Regions from separate parts of the Zea mays genome. Here all the other regions are linked to region 3. A link is a contact called in public Hi-C data. All regions are on one chromosome and are shown on one strand. The core of a region is the stretch at or near the end of the contact, and the rest is flanking DNA. Distances in the headings are between cores, read along the strand shown. Region 1 holds the start of LOC100191636. Region 2 holds the start of LOC100275621 (hydroxyproline-rich glycoprotein family protein). Region 3 holds the start of LOC103654108 (ethylene receptor 3).

Region 1 (4,437 bases), core at 980-3,479, 290 kb before region 3:
GAGCCAAGGGCCACCGCAAGCCAACAAGGCCCACAAAAAAAAACACCCCTGCTATCCTTTTGATGGTATAATAATATAGATTAGTCATATGTTATGCTACCCCACCATCACAAGCCACAATAAAACATTATTATCAGGTCAACTCTGCAGCAGAAAATATACAAGGGACTGCAACAACCAGGCTACCTTCACGGTAGCAGCCAGCCAGCCAACATGACGGTGAAATAAAATCCAGTGATATTATGCCCCATCACATGTATGCATGCATGAACGAACCCCAAATAAGACAGTAATATAGACAAGGAAACCACCAGCAGAGGTTTCATGAGATGACCAAACGAAAAAGCAACCAAACTAAACCCATACAAATATTTACATACCCAGATGGAGTTTTGGAATTCACATACATCGAGCCACCAAACATACTTGTGTCTGCATAAACATCCTCAGTCCTTGGACAACTACTCCAGTCCTGCCCGATGGTTTGTCTTGAGCCGATTCTCAAAGCGACACATGATAGTATATGGGTCCAGGACGCCCGATGGGTTCGCGAACTGACTGCATTCAGCCTGCACGGGCATGCCCATGGACACCGTGACTTGGGTGGTTGCCAGCAACGAGAATGTCGTTGATGCGGTTTAACGGTCCAACCGCGTCGCTGATTTTCTGAAACGCAAAGAAGAGTGTGCGTTCATTAGCATTTGCAGGCGCCATTAAAAAACGAGGGATGCTCCAACATTTTGAGGCCCCATCACATGTATGACTTGGGTGGTTGCTAGTAAACTGATACACTAGCTTGTTTGTAAACAGATAAGGCAGTAGTGAGGTTCTCATTGCTGTAGCATGCTAGTAAACGAATACACTAGCCTGCTAGTAAACACTCAAAATTCTAGAGCTGTAGCATGCATGATGGCCCATTCGTAGTGAAGTTCTCATTGCTGGCATGTGCAACTTAAAAAAAAAGCATGCTTGACAGGATATGAATATATGATGCGACAACAAGAAACAATATCAGAAAATAGAGAAGAAAACCAACAGAAGCTATGTCGGGAGTAGTTGGTTATAAGGTCAGCAGCTATGATACAGACAACATAATGCAATTTTCCTTTGTAATGTAGTATTTGGCAAACAGTTCCACGCAATTTACCTCCTTGTTGGTAGAAGGCGATATCTTGAGCAGCTGAAACTGCAGCCTGCCCTTATGCCAGCGCCGCCCCAGATACGCCAGGCCCACCAAAGCAGCAGTGGTGGCGACGATAGGCCAGAGATGCTTGCTCTCCTTGGCGTTCCTGTAAAGGGAGAGAAGCTGCTTCTTCCACCACGCTTCACGCGGGCCTGACCCAGACCCGGACCCAGACCCAGCAGCAGGCTCGCTCTGCTCGTCAGGTGAGACGACCTTTGTTGAGCCAGTCACGGGGTTGAAACTATGCAGAGTAGTAGGCTCCTCGCTCCTCTTGTCACTCCTGCTCTCCGTGATGGAGCTGTAGACAGGCGACGAGAACCCGGCCGGCTCTTCCCCGACCAGACCCATGCCTTTCAGCGCCTTGCCGTCATCGAACGGGATGGTGGGGACGTCGTCCTCCAGCAGCTTAGTATGCTCGCAAGGCTCCTCCTTGTCCTTGGGCGGTGGTTCTTTGGTGTCGGCGCCTACGAGGAGGCTCTCGACCTCGCTCTGAGACACGGAGAAGTGGCCGGACATGAGTAGGCCGGCGGCTAGATCGTCCCCCTTTGCGCCGTATCTCTTAGCTTCCGCTTCGTCGGAGGGCTCGGGCTTCCTCGGAGCGGGCGCGGCGGCGTATGCGGACGCGGTGAGCTGCACGACCTCCCAATCGTTCCCGCGTGGAGAGGCCTGCTCAGTCCCGCTCTGGCCAGGCTCCATCTTCTCCTTCCCTGCGAATACTGAAGCGGTAGTACAGTACAATACAGCCATCAGGGAAATTATTGATCCATGGGGGCGCTGCGATATGCAAGGTTAAATAAATCAAAACAATCGGGCGCCGCATCCAGTTGCTTAACCAATCAACCTAATAAGGCCGGGTTGATTGGGGAAGAGAGGAGAGACGCGCGTACCAGCGAGGAGGGGTCGGTTGCTTGCTATCTGGTCTGGTGGCGGTGGAGGTGGGGAAAGCAATCCGAGCAGTGGGAATGGGAAGGAAGGGGGTTTCTGGCGTTGCGTGCGGCGGAGACGTTTTCTTCGCTTCCGCGACCCAGTTGCCACTCCACCCGGACGGAACGGCATCTCCATGGTTGGGTTGGGCCCATCGTTTTTTCCGGATTGGGCCTTCAAACCAGCTTTAAGACGGGAACACACAGCAGTTACAGAGGGGAGCGTACCGGTCGACAGAGAGCACAGACCACCACAAGCACAATGGAGAGGTATCCAAAAGATTGACACTTTTAGTGAGATCAACGAAACCAAACCCATGTTTCATCAACAATAATAATAATAATGCTGTTAAACCAGCAAACACTGCATCAGACCCTAACAGCTGTCGCTGCTAAACCAGCCTTCACTGCAGAAGGTTCACATACTTTGACTAATCCTTCAAAGTTTCTTAATAAACCACAATACAACGAAGCATCTTTGGTAGGCAAGACGAGCACGGATTCCGATCCTAAGAGGTGGCCTTCTGCTTCTTGGGCACCCTGTACCCACCCACAACACATGCATGGTCACGCTCGTAGGGCTCCAACGTCACCTGCTCCGCGGGCTTGAACTGATCCGCCTTGAGCTTCTCCACTTCCGCTGCAAACACGGCCTCAGCAGGCAGGGTGGAGTCGATGCAGTTAGCCTGAACAAAATGTTTCCTTGTTAGATTAGATCAATGAAGACCAAGATTACTATCTATATAATTAACTCAAAGTACCTTGATTGAAATGACAAAGTGGCCACCGTTCTTCAAGAAGTATGAAGCATTAAGTGCTAAGATCCTAGCCTGCAGGATATAACACATTCACGCAATGTTTAAAAGCCGTAAAACACTGGCATGGCAATTTCCACCAAACCAAATGGATGTCTCATGTTACATAAATTTGCAGTATACTCATGTCTATATATATATAATATATATATACAATGGGTCTGCACATTCAGTCAAACTGAACATTGAACAGCAGGGAAGGGCCACATTCAGTGAAACTGAACATTGAACAGCAAGTAAGGCATGACGGATGTTGCTGTTCCAACTCAACTATAGAACTGAAACTAATTGGATTATATACCGATCAAGCAACAAACTAGATAAATTACAATGGTCCAAATAGACAACATCAGGTAATTTTCTAGATATCAAATACAGTCAGGAATCAATATAAACGTATTTTAAAAAAAAAACAAAGTCAGCACAAGATGACTCCAAAAAAATGTTACAGATGTACCAAATGAGTTAACAAAACAAGTATCATTCCAAGATTCTAACCTAGGAAGACATCACCAACTAGAAATACTATGAACCCAAATTGATAAATATAGCAAATAAGATTAATAGATTATCCAGAAACACATAACAATAACTCTAAACACTATGTGCTATAACAGGAAATGTACAAATTGACATTCCAAACTCAAGGTTACCATCAACAAGGATGGATCATCAAATGTGACATAGTCAAGAAGCACAGAAAAAAAAGGAATGCAAAAACAAAATGGAGAAGTCCTGTATTGGGTACAGGACACATCAGGACTTAACCAATAAAGCAAAACAAAGAAATGGGAATAGAAGAAAGCAAATAAAGATAAGTTTGGCATTGAGCACAACTGGCATCAGAAACTCGAATCTGCATCATCCAATTGATGTCCTGAAGGGGAATCCGAGTATGATCATCACTTGCTAAGCTCAATATTGCCAGATCAAAATCAAAAGAGTATAAAGGCAGAGAACGAGGGTAAACAACACTCAATCCAACAATGTGGCAGCCCAGTGATTCAGACACCAGGCTCGAAGGAAATGGTACCTGGTCTGGCTGTGCAACATCAGAGAAGATAACATCAACCATGCCAACCAACATCCGGTACCTTGCCGGATGCCTGGCATCCTCAATAATGGGGATCACATTGGTCCTCTTCTTTGCCATGTTGACAAGGTCTCTTCCACTCCTGTGAGAGAACTCAACAGCGTAGACCAGACCATCCTGCAACAGTGTCCAAATTCTTAAGATAACAAATTAAACAAAGACAATAACCAGCTACAGACATAGGAGATAAAGAACTCACCGGCCCTACAATATCAGACACATGAGATACAGTTGTGCCAGAAGCAGCACCAAGATACAGCACACGGGTACCAGGAGCCTACATATATTAACAAATTGTCAGCTATAACAACACCACAGATTCTACTTGCGAAAAAAAGTATATAGAACTCAAGCACATTTGAGTTAACTAATTCTACTTACAATCCAGATGTTGTCAACACCACCAAGCACAGCAGCAGCCAG
Region 2 (4,404 bases), core at 392-2,891, 340 kb before region 3:
GTATAGCCCACAATTTTTCCTTCATAGATACTAAAGTGGATGTACAAATGAATAGACCAAAATCAACATTCTACAGCTGCATCTATACCACCAAAAGATAAGAAAAGTTTTCTAGTTCTAGCAAGAATCCTCAGGTCCGAAGCCTGGAAAAAAATATACAGCCAACCCATAGTCACAGCAACCCATTTGCAACTGCAAGGACAACAAATAGTATTTTTCTTCTGTGTTTTTTTTTGCATGCCAAGTTCTGTAAACATCTATTTCCCTTCGTAACAAATAAAAACTATGAAAAGGGAAAAAAGACTGACCACTCAATTTCAGTAACATAAGCATGTAGTTTCGAACACTGACATGACCCCCAAAATTTACAACTTTCCACTAATTACTGACGTACTCTGTATAAAACTAAAAACAAACTGAAGTCCAACATCATTGGATGGAAAATCCATGCATCTAAGATTTATATCTGCACTCTAAATACCCGACAAACTTATTGATAACCAAAATCTAGGAAGTCTGACTACGCGACAACATTCTTCCGTTACTAACTGCAATAATACTATGAAATGCCTACTGAAGTAAATTCAAGAAACGCTCCATGACACGTGTTGTATGAAATGTAATTTTTCACGTCACGCAAATAAAGCCACACAAACAAGCAGCCACAGATGATTAAGCATAACCGTTACACCGGAAACCGCACGTACAAAACTGCTACAGGCATACAATCATTAAAGGGAGCTACACAGGTCATCCAACTAAGCAGGACATCACTAGCTTGTAACGTCGATAGAAAAGAAACCATGCAGTAATAAGGTATTTGAGCACGAACCTGTTCAGCAGGAGGCTGTGTGCGGCTCTCCGCGGTGACGATGGCAACAGCAGCAGCGTTAACTGTATCGACACTGTTGTGCACAGGCCTCATGTCGCCCCCACTCTGCATGATTGCGGCAGCAAAGAGCAAGCACGGTCCTTTCTAAACCAGACCTACGAGATCCAAGCTTGCACACTGGAAGAAACACGATCCAGCCCTGGAGTCTGATCACGGTCCACGAAACCAAAGAGATCGAGTCAGCCTGCAAGGTTGGGAGCCCTGAGACCGTGCTTTCGTCAGAGGGAAGGCACCGGGAAAATGGACTGCGGACGCAAACGCCCCCAAAAAATTCCATACCTTGGGAGTCAAGTCGTGAGGCCCCTGCTGGGCCGAGATCGATCTGCTTTGCACTGCGTTCCGGAGACGAGGAACCTAATCGAACCATGGATGGACAGAGTTAGCAGAATTCCGATCGGTAGGGTTCCCGCACACAGGCGAGGAGCCGGTTAAGGGCATCGCCCGATATTTTTTGCAACGCGATCGAAGCTAGTAGGCAAAATTCATGCATATACAGTAGTGGTTGGATCAGATCCGGGTAAAAACAGTCCGTTAGGGTTTGGATGCTCGGTTTCGCACGGCAGAAAGGGAAGACCAAGGGGAGTGGGCGTACCTGGTGACACTCGTCGCCGGCGAAGGGGCCGAAGAATACCTGGGCGCCTGGCGAGTAGGGCGGCAGCAACGGCCGCCCAGTCGTCGCCGTCGCCGTCGCCACGAGAGAGAGAACAGGGGCAGGGAGGGAGTGCAGCGCGCACGCTGGGGGTGATGGAATAGAAGGAGGAAAAGAAAGGAAGGGTTGCAGGCTTGCAGCTATAGACGAAACAATTACTATTTTACCATTTTCAGTTTTCACAACGTGCTATTATGCCATCTCATTTCCGTGCCTACGACTTGTGAGGTTATAAGAGCATCTCCAAGAACGATGCTAAAAGACCCCGAAAAACTTTTTTCAGGGAGAAAGCTCGTTTTCTCTCCTCCAACAGCTCTTGCAAACTTCCCCCATATTTTCGCCGTCACGCATCCGAGCCGATCCATCCCGCAAATTTGCGCGAGGTGAAATCCCCCAATCCCTTCGCTGCCGCGCATAGCACCTGTTTCCGGCACCCATTTTCGCCCTCGCGCGCTTTTGTGTTGTTTGTAGCCATGGCGGGAGAGGCCTGATCGGTGTCGGCGGCGGCGGCGGCGGCGGCGGCAGCGGCCACAAGGACGGCTGCGGCAGTGGCACTGGTTTGAACTTTGAAGCACTTCGGCAGCGACGACGTCAAGGGCAACGGCTCCCGCGACAGCGGCTTCGGTGCTCCCTCGCATCTCGTCCAGTCGAGTCGGCTCCTTCATCCCTCCTCCCGTGCAGACGCACTCGGCAGCCAGCCACCAGCTCCCAGCCCCTGCAGCGCCCAGCCCTAGCCCCGCCCTCCGCCCGCTAGTAGCAGCGACAGTGCGCAACCTTGCAGGCACGCACAGCGCGGCCCCTGCCCTGCCCTGCCCTCTGCTCGCCCCCTGCCCTGAGATAAGTATTGAATAGATAGTAGAGTTTACGTTTGATAATTTATGTGAGTTGTGATTTAGTTCTAGAACTACTAGTTTTGTATTTCTTGATTGCTCCAGGTATTGATGCCCTTGCAGTTGCTTGTAGGAGGTGGATGGGATATTCTACGGTCTGGTGGGGAGTAATGAATGGTTCATGGCACGCACAACCTGCTATCTCAGTTTCTGATAGTAGGGGCATTCTGCTGCTATGTCAACATGTTTTTTTATGTGTCTTCATGTGCTGGGAAGATGAATTGGTAGGAGACTGACTTGTTTTCATGAACTAGAAAGTTGGACAAGTAGTAGGCCAGCATGCCTTTATCCAAAGATCTTTTGTCTCTCATTTGTGTTAGAAACTAGCTACATGGTCGTTGCTTGATATGTTAATATTACTAGCATGTCACACAATGTTCATAATGGATATCTCGATCAATCATCTGTTTATCTTTTACAGTTTGTGTGCCTCGCTCAGTGACTGATGATGTTTCAAGCCATATTTGTCTGTTTATAGTTTCTAGCAAGGTCAAAAAACTTACCCCTGTTCTATGATTCAGACTTCAGAGGCTGGCGTAGCCATGGCACACTTAAATTTACCCTAGTATGCACATGTTGATGCAATAGTAGGAAAATAAACGCCTTGCATCTTGGGCCAGATTAGAGTTTTCAGCATTTGTTTAAGAAACTGTTGGAGTATACACTATAATTTACCTCTAAAATTTTTTAGCCTGCCCCCAATAGTTAATTTTTGGGAGGATATTTTTAGCTTCCTCTTGGAGTTGCTCTAAGTGTCTATAATTTATAGATCTGATTATAAATTAGTGAAAGCCCATAAATCATTCAAGGACTCAAGTGGAGCAGACATCATTTTATCTCATAATTAGGGGTATCTAGATCACAACACTGAAGTGACTAGACGCTTAAGTAAGAACGGGTCATAAGCAAACACGCTTTCAACCTTACCAAGGCACGCGGAACCTAAGTCACGACTCGCCTGAGACCAACCCCGGACAGAAAACACAGTCACGACTCGTTCGAGGCCAACCTCGGACGAGAAACGCATTCACGACTCGCCCGAGGCCAACCTCGTGCGGGAAACGTATTTCTGACGCACCCGAGGGCGTCTCGGGCAACGCTCCGGAGCATGCCCGCCTCGGCCAACTACTCCGATCCCAGAACGTGTGTCCGTACGACCACTTATCCTGCGGAAGGCACCAAAGTCAACAAATGACGACACGACCACGGTCTAATCTACTTTTACCACCCACAACGATGGTTAGAGCGTGACTACATGTAACGTCTAATCTCGACCTCGGGCTCGAGCGAAATCTTCGCCTCGCCCGAGCTTGGCCTCGTCCAACTGTCCTAATAGGGAAGCATGTATATTAAATGACACCTGCTCTCCCGTGAAAACCACTGAAGACCATGCCGAGCACTCCTTCAACCACTCCAACTCGACAGACAAAACGTCTCATCCACACCCATGTACAGGCTAGGGCTCGGACGCATGCCCGTGCTCCTAAACTCAGCCTCGACTCTCTACCCAGTCAAAGGAACATGATATAGGGATCGAGCGTCCTTCTCCTAACCAAAGACGACAACCAGGATGAGAGCCATCCTGCTAGCCATACCACTACAGGGCTTGGACATGCCCCTACGACCACGACGATAGCATGGTGACACCTGTACACCTGGGCCTCCTCCTTGCAACTATAAAAGGAGGAGCTCGGTGCCTTCTATGGGAGGGAGGACACTTCACCGTCCATTACTCACCCTACTCCTGGTATTGGCACTTGCCTCAATCATACTCAGATATTTGGAGCACGCAGCACATATTTACTAGTCGGCTAGGAGCTTCAGGTTCAAACTCCGAAAGTTGGCACGCCAGGTAGGGGGCGATACGTGTTGACATCACATTCCTATCAAGGTTCCGGATAGCAGATCCTGAACACCTTTTGCCGCTTGGCACGGTGATTTGGTTCAGGAGCCTTGAGTTCATGCCCCTCGAC
Region 3 (4,252 bases), core at 854-3,353:
CTCATCATCGGCGCGCACCCGGAACGTGACGTCCCCCTCGTCGACCCGACCGATCAGATTGCCTACCATGTGCAGCAGGACGTGGAAGATCCTCCGCTCATCGCCGATGACAAGGTCCGGCAGCACGTTCTCCACGTGCACCGCGAAACCAAACCGCCCGCTCAGGTCACAGAGACACCTGGCCACGCAGGCGGCGTCCCTCACCATGGAGCGCAGGCGGAACGGCCGCGTCTCCAGCGGGAAGCGCTCCTGGCTGGTGGCCGCGGACATCTCCATGACGTCGTTGATGAGCGTCGAGACGACGGTTGCGGTCCGCGCCACAGCGTCGACGACGAGCCTCTGCTCGGACGCCAGTCCCTCCTCCTCCTGCACCACGGACACCAGTCCCTGGACGGAGTGGATGGGCCTCCGCATTCCCTGGCTCATGACGCGCTGGAACGCGTCCCTGGCCTCGTTCGCCATGAGAGCGTCCCGCCTCGCCTGCAGCAGCTCGCGGTTCTGCTCGGCCAGCCTGTCACGCATCGCCTGCGACTCCTCCAGCAGCGAGGCGTGCGAGAGCGCCACGGCCACCTGGTCGGCGACCACCTCCACGATCTCCAGCTCGTGCGGCGCCCACTTCCTGCCGCTGGGCGGCACCAGAACCAGCACGGCGTAGCTTGCCTTGATCACCTGGGGCGTCCCACCCTTGAAGTCGGCGACCCTGAGCATCGGCATTCGGATCGCCGCCACCGTGCCGGTCCCCTCCTTGCCGCCGCCGCTGGCGGAGCCAAGTACCGAGCCCGGCGGCAGCAGCTTGACCCCGTCGGCGCCCTTGACCTCGAGGACGTCCGCGTCGTCAGCGCCCACTACGGCCTCGCCGTCGTCGCTGCCCCGCCGGAGCTCGTGTGTGAGGCACATTCCGGACTTGTCCTCGGATGGCATCCAGACGGCGCAGTTGTCGAGCGCGAGCACCCTGGAGAGCTCGATGAGCGTGGTGTAGAGCACGGTGTGGCGGTCCAGCGAGCGGCGGATCTCCTGGGTGAGCATGCGGACGTGCCAGCTCGCCTCCTCCTGCCGCTTCATGAGAACCACCTCGCGGTCCAGCTCGCGGGCCTTGATCCACGGAAAAAAATTTGTTGCAGCCCGGCTGCAAACCAGGCTGTTTGCAGCCCCTCACAAAAAGGTGGATAGGCCCCACCTGCAGGTCCACCAGATAACGTTTTAGTTGTATTATTTACCTGCGGGTGGGACCTATCCTCCTTTTTGTGAGGGGCTGCAAACAGTCTGGTTTGCAGCCGGGCTGCAACAAATTTTTTTTCTGATCCACAGCAGGCTCTCGCGGACCTTGACGCGCAGCAGTTGCGGGATGAGCGTGAGCAGCGTGATGGCGGTGAGGAAGGAGACGAGCGCCGTGAGGAACTTGGCGGCAGTGAGGAGCAGCACGACCATGAACGGGTGGGGCTCGTAGGTGAAGGCCGCCAGCAGGTGGGTGAGGCCGCACAGCACGATGAAGGCGCCGAACTGGACCAGCACCCACCGGAACGGGAGCAGGTGGCGGAGCCCCGCGACGAAGTAGAGGATCTCAAGCGGGATGGAGAAGTAGGCCGCCGCGATGAGCAGGTCGCTCACCTTCTGCCACTTGAAGATGTTGTCCAGGCTCCAGAACCCGCTTCCACCGCCAGCGCCGCCGCTGCCGTCGCAGCCGCAATGCGCGTACCCCATCTCGCCGGCGGCGGGGGCGGCGGCGAACGCCAAGAGGAGGAGCCACCGCATCCGCACGGCGGGGGGGGGGGGGGGGGGGGGGGGAGATGAATGGCGTCTCGATCTGGATGAGCATCCGGATCTCGGGCAAAGCATCGTCAGTTCAGCTGCGCCGCTGATGGTGGTGGTGATGACGATGCTGACCAAATTGGCAAGTTGCCGAGGAGATGCGAGAAAAAGATCGCAACTTTCGCAGTCTAGCGTTACCATGTGGCTAGCACTGACGGTTTACAATGACGTTGACGGCATTGCAGTAGTGTCCAGGTAGAAGGAAAGCAAGCAGAAGCATACTAGCGCCGCCTTGGTTGGTCCGAAATGGCGGCGACGGCTCGCGGACCTCTCCCTCACTAGCACCATCTGTATGTACCTGAAGCAGAGGAAAGCAGAGCAGGAACAAGGATCAGATGCCATTTGGACGAGAGACTTTCCCAAGCGGGATTCCACTCCCTACGAAAGAAGGATGGATGAAAACCATTTGAATCCTCTCTGGTTGAACGAAACGAACTTGCCTGGAGAAGTTGCCATAGTAGTTTCCTACCGAAAACTGTTGCTGGGTACCAGTACCAGCAGCACTGGATGAATCAATCAAATGGGGGGAAAAGATCAAGGGCACTTGTTCTTGCGTCCGTGGAGCGGCGATCCTCGCCGCGCTCGGGGAGCAGGGGAGGGCAGCGTTCAGATCTGCAGGCGGCGGACTGGCCCGCCCGATTAGCAAGGATAGGCAGGCCAAGGAACCCCGGCAAGAGGAATCAAGTAGAGACAGACGGGCGGAATGGTGGATGGATTGGGGATGGATGGAGCAGAACGAAGAGTGAAGGAGGCGGCCTAGGCGACGAGGAAGAGGCACGAAGCAAGCAAAGCAAGCCGCCTTGTCTGCGACTGCGAGTGGGGAACAGGAGGGATCCGTCGGGGGTCCGCCACTGAACCAATCTGGCGGTGGCGGCGGGCGGCCATCCCTCGCGCTCGCGCTGCTTGCTTGGAGTTTGTCTACTCGTCAGGTCAGCGGACTCAGCTAGACAGGATGCAGCTGCACTAGAGAGGTGGGGGATATTTTTTCCCCCATTTTTATACTGTATTAGCTAAGGGCTCAGATGAAAACTTCGTGAAATTAGACATTTTGCACGTGTGGCTGATCAAGTCACTTGTTCAACGTGTGGCTTATCTTTAGAGTATCTCTAACAATGCCTCGAATTGATATCTCAAATTACAATATAAGGTTTTATATAAAAAAACTACTCTAACAGTGTCTTGTTTTATAGAATTTGGTCAAAAAATTATAGGACACCCTATCAAGTGCCTCAAATATACTATAACTTAGTAGACATAGTTTGATTACTCTAGCATTGAAGTAGTTTGGAGGGATTGAAGAGTGCATAAATTATAATAGATAAAAACTCACATAATACATCTCGATCCACCTCGAAGACGGACTATGAAAAGGGGCCCATGTTCACCATATGTAGAGACCAAATAGACTATATGAGAAGCTAATAGTGTGTTTGGTTTGAGGGATGAGCTAGTCCATCATCTTCTCACTCCTCACTTTTTTGTTTGGTTTGTGGATTGGAATGAGTTGATCCATCATCACCTTATTCCTCATAGTTAATTAGTTAGTACCAATATGAGGATTGAGGTCATTCCACCAAATTTGAGGAATGAGTCCATGATGCACCACCTCATTTTGGATGGAATGATTTCTCAAACCAAACACCCCCTGAGAGCCTGAAATGGACTTTGATGTAGCTACATATTGTCTTGTGGCCCTAATTGTTTGGTGGTGTAAGAAGTAATCAAATTGTTACTACTCCTTTGTGTAGTATCACATCTGTTAATAACACTAAGGTTTACTTCTTTTGATTGTCGTATTACAAATAATAAACAATATCAAAGCAATGGGGCCTAGAGTGCCCTGGTCGCTGCAGGGCCTTTGGAAAATATAGAGCCGGCCCTGTCCACTCCAATCCCTCGTTGCTGGTAAAACATAAGACTGTCTCCCGCATCTATAATATCCTATCACCTATTTTAAACTTAAATAATGTAATCTAGAGTATAAATCTTCTATTTTAAACGATCTCGTGAGGACAGCCTAAGCGAGATAAAATATCGATTGGTTCCAATGAAGTTACTCTTTTCTATCATTTCGTGGATTTTCTAGTAGAAGATAGTAGTTTATTTTCTACTATTTGTCTTTGCCCTGTCGGAGCGAATGTAGCCATAGGAAGCAAAAAAATTAAAAAAAAAAGACTGAGAAATGGCAACGGTGATGCCAATGCTCTCTCTCAACCTGGGAAAAAAAATCAGGGAAGCCATTTCCATTTCCAAGTCTTTGGTGGATGCTACAACTATTCGATTTTGCTTGCCACCGCAAAAGGCAAAGCAGGTGAGACGAACCTGTACATGATGCATCGGGCCACGGAGAACCTGCAGTTAATGCGCTAACACGTGCCCCCGCCATGAGCCACCAGCCCACCACGTCTAGTGGCTAGTGGGCTCTCTCTCTCTGCGTGTAGGT

Evidence for each region. Hi-C and Micro-C count contacts between places; a contact is called where the count stands out from the background.
Region 1: a contact with region 3 is called in a Hi-C map of leaf, with 2.6 times the contacts expected there. The contact joins the promoter of LOC100191636 here to the promoter of LOC103654108 in region 3. A contact is called at or near these places in 7 of 25 Hi-C or Micro-C datasets (bundle sheath, ear, endosperm and 3 more).
Region 2: a contact with region 3 is called in a Hi-C map of endosperm, with 5 times the contacts expected there. The contact joins the promoter of LOC100275621 here to the promoter of LOC103654108 in region 3. A contact is called at or near these places in 2 of 25 Hi-C or Micro-C datasets (endosperm and leaf).

The regions. Positions count from the first base shown.
Region 1 is chr4:175,641,133-175,645,569 of Zm-B73-REFERENCE-NAM-5.0, forward strand. It overlaps LOC100191636, which reads right to left and starts at 2,230. Exons shown (of 3, transcript NM_001137065.1): 1 at 2,071-2,230; 2 at 1,148-1,899; 3 at 159-666. The coding sequence starts at 1,879. The coding sequence ends at 565. LOC100282167 reads right to left here. Exons shown (of 7, transcript NM_001155079.2): 3 at 4,396-4,437; 4 at 4,214-4,291; 5 at 3,955-4,131; 6 at 2,868-2,936; 7 at 2,537-2,792. The coding sequence ends at 2,616. LOC111591432 (small nucleolar RNA snoR60) reads right to left here and starts at 3,833; the gene lies at 3,760-3,833.
Region 2 is chr4:175,590,142-175,594,545 of Zm-B73-REFERENCE-NAM-5.0, forward strand. LOC100275621 (hydroxyproline-rich glycoprotein family protein) reads right to left here and starts at 1,642. Exons shown (of 4, transcript NM_001149669.3): 1 at 1,485-1,642; 2 at 1,172-1,246; 3 at 833-1,093. The coding sequence starts at 943.
Region 3 is chr4:175,934,208-175,938,459 of Zm-B73-REFERENCE-NAM-5.0, forward strand. LOC103654108 (ethylene receptor 3) reads right to left here and starts at 2,104. Exons shown (of 3, transcript XM_035967417.1): 1 at 1,307-2,104; 2 at 1-1,102. The coding sequence starts at 1,950.